Regions from separate parts of the Mus musculus genome. Here region 1 is linked to region 2. Evidence: chromatin contacts called from public Hi-C data. All regions are on one chromosome and are shown on one strand. Each heading gives the region's core, a stretch centred on a gene start, on an enhancer-like site or on the middle of the called end of the contact. The rest is flanking DNA. Distances are from core to core; before and after follow the strand shown.

What was found. Hi-C and Micro-C count contacts between places; a contact is called where the count stands out from the background.
Region 1: a Hi-C map of cerebral cortex shows a contact between it and region 2, with 2.6 times the contacts expected there. The contact joins two enhancer-like sites. A contact is called at or near these places in 14 of 484 Hi-C or Micro-C datasets (the N1E-115 cell line, Sertoli cells, cerebellar granule neurons and 9 more), 1 of 115 datasets of contacts at active chromatin or transcription factors (expanded potential stem cells) and 1 of 9 other capture datasets (embryonic stem cells).

Annotation. Positions count from the first base shown.
Region 1 is chr2:66,040,842-66,043,541 of GRCm38.p6, forward strand. No RefSeq gene overlaps it. Among named protein-coding and RNA genes, the nearest start is that of Galnt3, 83 kb to the right of the region's middle. Within about 2 kb of position 1,435, at least 39 of the 459 cell types and tissues checked have an H3K27ac peak or open chromatin away from gene starts, as enhancers often do. A contact at or near this core is called in cerebral cortex, where this site is marked.
Region 2 is chr2:65,896,010-65,898,709 of GRCm38.p6, forward strand. All of the region lies in intron 3 of Csrnp3 (cysteine-serine-rich nuclear protein 3), which reads left to right. Among named protein-coding and RNA genes, the nearest start is that of Gm52514, 31 kb to the right of the region's middle. Within about 2 kb of position 1,327, at least 38 of the 459 cell types and tissues checked have an H3K27ac peak or open chromatin away from gene starts, as enhancers often do. A contact at or near this core is called in cerebral cortex, where this site is marked.

The DNA of each region.
Region 1 (2,700 bases), core at 185-2,684, 140 kb after region 2:
CCCAATGTACTTTCAAGCCATACTAGGGCTTACCTATCAGACAGCAAAGTGGTGAGAAGTTTGGCATTTTAAGAGGGCAAAGTGCTCTAGAGGATATAAGATATAAGACAGGAATGGATAAAAGACAGGAATCAATTGTGAATAGCCAAGATGCCTATCTGTCTCACCTTTGTTTGCAGTACATGGCTTTGCACCTACAACCAAAAGCCCCAAGCTCGAGTCAAATGGATAAGAGCCCAGCAAAGCATCAATGGTCATCTGAACAATGGCCGTGGGAATACAGCGGGTTCAACTGAAGGATGGAGTCAAGGATGACAGACAGATGGATTGTTTCATTTGCTCCCTTCGTCCTCAGTGGTGTGTGGCTGTGAGCTAGAAACACTGAGGAAGGAGTGACAGGTGGCTGGAGGGAAGGATAGCAGGAGAGGATGAATTTGAAAGCCCCACTAATCACCCTCCTCAATGAGGCGCTGTCTGTTGAAATTTCAACACAAGGTCTGCACTCGGATGCTTCTCAGAAACCTCTTCTGTGCACCCTGTTCCTTGGGGTCATCACTAACCTGCTAGTATGAAGCAGCCTCTGTTTCTTTGTCAAGTTCCCTCCGATAAAGCAAAGCAGTAAGCCAATTACTGAGATCATTCAGATGAAAATTTTACTTTTGCCTGAATTAGCCAGAGAATTGAGGCGTAAATGGACCTTTTCACTTGACTGATTGGGATAATTGCTTCGCTTTGCTAGGGGAGACCTATCTTTGGAAGTCTGTGTTTGGCCACCAAAACATGTTTGTAATATCCATTATCGTCGTTTCTTGAAACAGCCACGCGTGGCTAGTTGCCACACTCAAAAGCTTGTAGGCAGCTTTTGAGGTTGTTGAAACAGTGGGGATGGGAGTCAGATGGCATCTCTGAGACGCTCAGTTGCTTGAATTGTTTCCGTTTTGGCCATCTCTAAAACATGTCAGCTCAGTCCTGCTGAGCATCCAGGGAAGTCAGGGTTGGGGGTCGGAGAAGTTGGGGGGGATAGCGTGGTTGCGCAAGTCAGTTCGGTGGATAAAACACACGCGCGCGCACGCGCGCACACACACACACACACACACACACACACACACACAGAGTAAGAATTACCTCCAGGTGCACAGGAACAAATGGCTGTTCCTGAAAGGGCTGGGTGGGCGGACTTGAGAGAAACGTGTAATTTACATTTAATATTGAAGGAGTGAGAGGACTTCATAAAGAAACCTGAGCAGGAGCAGGCAATTAGTAACAGCAGCGGGACTGGCAGCCAAGCCTTTGGCCTGCGTCCTAGGAAATGGAAGCTTTGGCTTAACAGCGTGGAGCACTGGAAAGAAGAAATCTAAAAGCTCAGCCTTGAGCTCTGCGGCAGCCTTTCCTGCTGTGGTGGTGATGTGAGCCTATAGGGTACAGTATGCTCAGCAGTGGCCTAGAAAAGCAACTGAACAAGATGGACACCAGAAAAGCCCCGCAGACCTCAGATCTCTGCAATCACTTTGTGATGGCGCCCCTTACTGGTCAACAGGCAGAACACCAGAGGTCTACATCCTGAATGGAAATACGAGGTTTTCACTCAGGTGATCCCTGATGTTTCTGCGTTAAAATAATAATAATAATAATAATAATAATAATAATAATAATAATAACGATTTCATTATAAGATATTTTATTGTATTCTGAATAATGAAATAAAGGAAAGAAAATAATAGCTGTGGCTTTAATAAAACCCATCAGCTTTATTCATTGAATTGTGTTTTAAAAGAGTTAAATGCTAAGTTTCATGTTTATAAAATGACTCCTTTAAAATTTTAAATTTTATTCCACACAGATTTTCAAAACACTAGAAGACACATACAAACCATAGAACTGATCTTTCTCAAGTAACCCGCTCCTCAGATTGTAATAAGGAAGTTGGCATTAAAATAATCAGTTTCTTTTTTTTTTTTGGTTGCTATTGTTTTATTGTTTGAGATATTGCTTTAATTATGATAAATATGACAATATGACAAAGCCCTTAAGGAATGCTTGACATTTTGTCACAATCACAAGCCATTGAAAAATCCACTTTATTAAAATATAGATGAACTGAGAAAAATCAAGCCATTGTATCTAAAGTTATAAAAATTGAGTGTTCATATTTCACATTGCTCTGAAGGTCATTAAAATATCAAATAATCCATAAAGCATAGCTCACCTTTTTTTCTCAGCAGATTTACACATAGTGTCAATTTACTAAAAGTGAGGCCTAGAATATTTTCCTTCATAACCTTAATGTCATTGTACTGGCAATATTCAATATTTTGTGTATATTTTAATATCAAGAAGTCTTTGGAGACCAAGATAGTTACTAGTAGCCGAACAACATTTTCTTTTAACATAAACCAACCGTAAGCTATCTTACTGTGCAAAACAACATCAGCACGAAAAAAGTTCCTACAATTTCGCAGATATTTAAAACAAACAAACAAACAAACAAAACCAAACCCAACTCAGTAGATTCTGCACTTGGTAGATTTCTTCTTGTACAATATCCCTAAAAATAATTCATTTCAGATATATCCTTTCTGTGAACTCTTTTTACTAGTATATTTTTAGTCACAAGATTCTAGAATGTGTTAGAGAAGCAAGGGACACCCAAAGCCCCCACAGCATGGACTCTGGTCTGCCTTCAGGCCTGCCCTGAACGAA
Region 2 (2,700 bases), core at 77-2,576:
ATCTATGTATCTATCTATCTATGTATCTATCATCTATCTCTCAATATCTATCTATCTCTCTATATCTATCTATCTACCTATCTATCGTTTCTTATTGTTTAAAGTACTATAAATCATATCCAGAGTTTTGTATATGCTATGCAAATGCTACCCCTTTGTTATGTTCCCAGCTTCTAGAATCTTTTTACTTGAATTAAGGTGGGTTTGTATTTTGACTGTAAGTGGTTGCCTGCTAGAGAGATGGTGAGCACTAAGAAAGAAACAGAAAATGATACGATAAGGATGCCGTGTGTTAAGTGGGCAGAAATGGAGCCGAAACTCGATGCATGGCTGAGTCTTTAGCATCTGAACATATGCAAAACTCTGGGTCCTATTCCCGAAGTGAGTGTATGCCTGGGCCCTTCCTATTTTCTTACTAGACCGACTTATTTCTTAACTAAAAAATATGTATTAGCAGCCTTGTTGACAGAGTAAATGATTAGACTTAGGTGCTAGAAATCAGAGTAGCGAGGAGAAGTGAAGCCTTCCTTCCACATCTGAGAAGTTGTTGTCAGGGTTGTTGATAATATGCCAGTGAGCCCAAAGGATGAACCGCCAGAAGTGATTGACCTGTCGTCTCTCCCCAGAAAACCAACACATCATTACAATACTGTCCAGCCTAGCCTCTGACCTCACTCTGTTCCTAGGTAGCAAGGTGCATTGTCTGACTGAAGCAAGGTGTTGGCAGTCACCCAGCCTGCCTCTCTCTGCATCAAATGCTTGGAATAGGCTGCTGAACTGAACGGGCTGATGTTATTTGCTTCAGTGCCTTGCCTTGGCAACTGCTCCCTGTCTTTATTGTTAAATTTAGTGTGCTGATAGTGTTTTAATTTTAGTTTGCAGCGTACTGTTTAACATTCCTACCAGTGTAAACAACATCAGCCAAGGCGATAGATAGTCTCTCCGAGACAGACGCTAATAAAGTTTTTACCCAGTAACCTGAAAGTCTTCGTTTTTTTTGCATGTTAATTTTTTTTTCTGAGTTCGGTGAGGAAAAATAATTACTCCCTGTGATCTTGTCCTTTGCTGGACCACCTGGCAAGGCAGTTGCTTCTAAAGATTAACTGTGAAGTCAGCGGCTCTTTCACATTCTCCGAATACTAAGCCCTGGAGATTCCTGCAGACTGTCCTCCATATTCCACAGCACACTCCATTGATCTTTCCACTGTTATTGTAGCAGTGGTTGTTTTCCCAGGAATCCCTGCTGGCTGGTCCCTACAGGATGCTGGCTACATTCTGAATTACCTACTTAGTTGGAATCTCTCAAGCCTGAATAGTGATTCTGGTGATCTGGAGCGCTCAGCCACCCAGCTTGCGGGGAAGCTGCCATCCATGTCTGTGCTCTGTAGTGTGGGAATCCTTGCCTTTGTCTTTAGTATCATTTCTGGAGAGTTTTCTGTAATGTATGCATCTAGAAATAACACTGCAGGAACATTTTGAAAGTATTTATAAGCCTAGATCTCTTCACATGGCAATGATGGTGTTTTCTTCTTTTTTTTTTCTTTTTTTTCTCTGAAAGATAGGGCTTTCAGAAGAAAATGTTATGTTGTAATATCGTATACTGCCCCAACTGCTTGAATTTGGAGTTAGTCGTTTTTTCTGTTATTCAATATGTATTTCTATTTTTAAATGTCATGCAATAATTGTACATTTTTTTCAGGGTCCAATGTGACATTTCAGGACTTGGGCATAATGTGCTGCCCATGTTTTGTTTGCCATCGGTCAACTGTTTTTCCCTCTGAAGAGTCCATTACTACTCAGAATTCAAATTCTAACTCAGTGCCTCAAGTAGAGCACTTAGTTTTTTCTTTCTGCCTGATTAAGTGCTTGGTAACCATGTCCCCTCCACCAAATGAGGACTTTGTAAATAGGGAGGAAAGGTTACCAAGCTCTTGTTCTTCTTGCACAATGCATCATTTTGGAGATGATGGGTGTTTATGGAGGAAAGACCCCTTTGCCACTAGATAACTTACCATATAGCATATGGGATTGCGGCTCTCAATGGCACCAACGCACCAGACATGGGTCCCACAGTCATTGTCCTAAGACTTCTTCTTCTGTGCCCTTCAAGATGGACTGAAACTGGACTGCTCCCTGCTCTGTTGTGAATGTCACCTGCCCTCATGGTCTGCACGTCTAGCTCAGATTCCTCTCCCTATCCATTACTGTGATGGAACCCATTGAGTCTAGGCTATTATAGGATGCAGAAGTGAATGAACAACCACTACCACCCCCACCATCACCACTGTCAGAGTCAACAACCACCACCACCACTGTCAAGAGTCCAAATACTGTTGTCTTAGCATCCGAGTAGTGCTATGATTTGAATGTGGAACGTCCCTTCCAGACTCACATAGTTAACACATGATTTCCAGCCGGTGGACCTGTTCGGAGGTAGCACTTCACTGGAAGAAGTGGGTCATAGGGTCAAGCTTTAAGGCTTTATAGCTTGGCCACACTTCATATTCATTGTCTGCTTCCTGGGTACAGATGCAAAGTAACCAGGTAGCCTCCCCCACCCCTGCCCCCATGCCATGCTACCTGCTGTCCATCTTACCCACTGTGGTGGATGTTCTTGTCTGTAACTGTGATGGTTTTCTGTCAGCTGCTTTTGTGAGGGTATTTGATCCCAGCCACAAGAAAGTAAGACGAGCAGTCCTG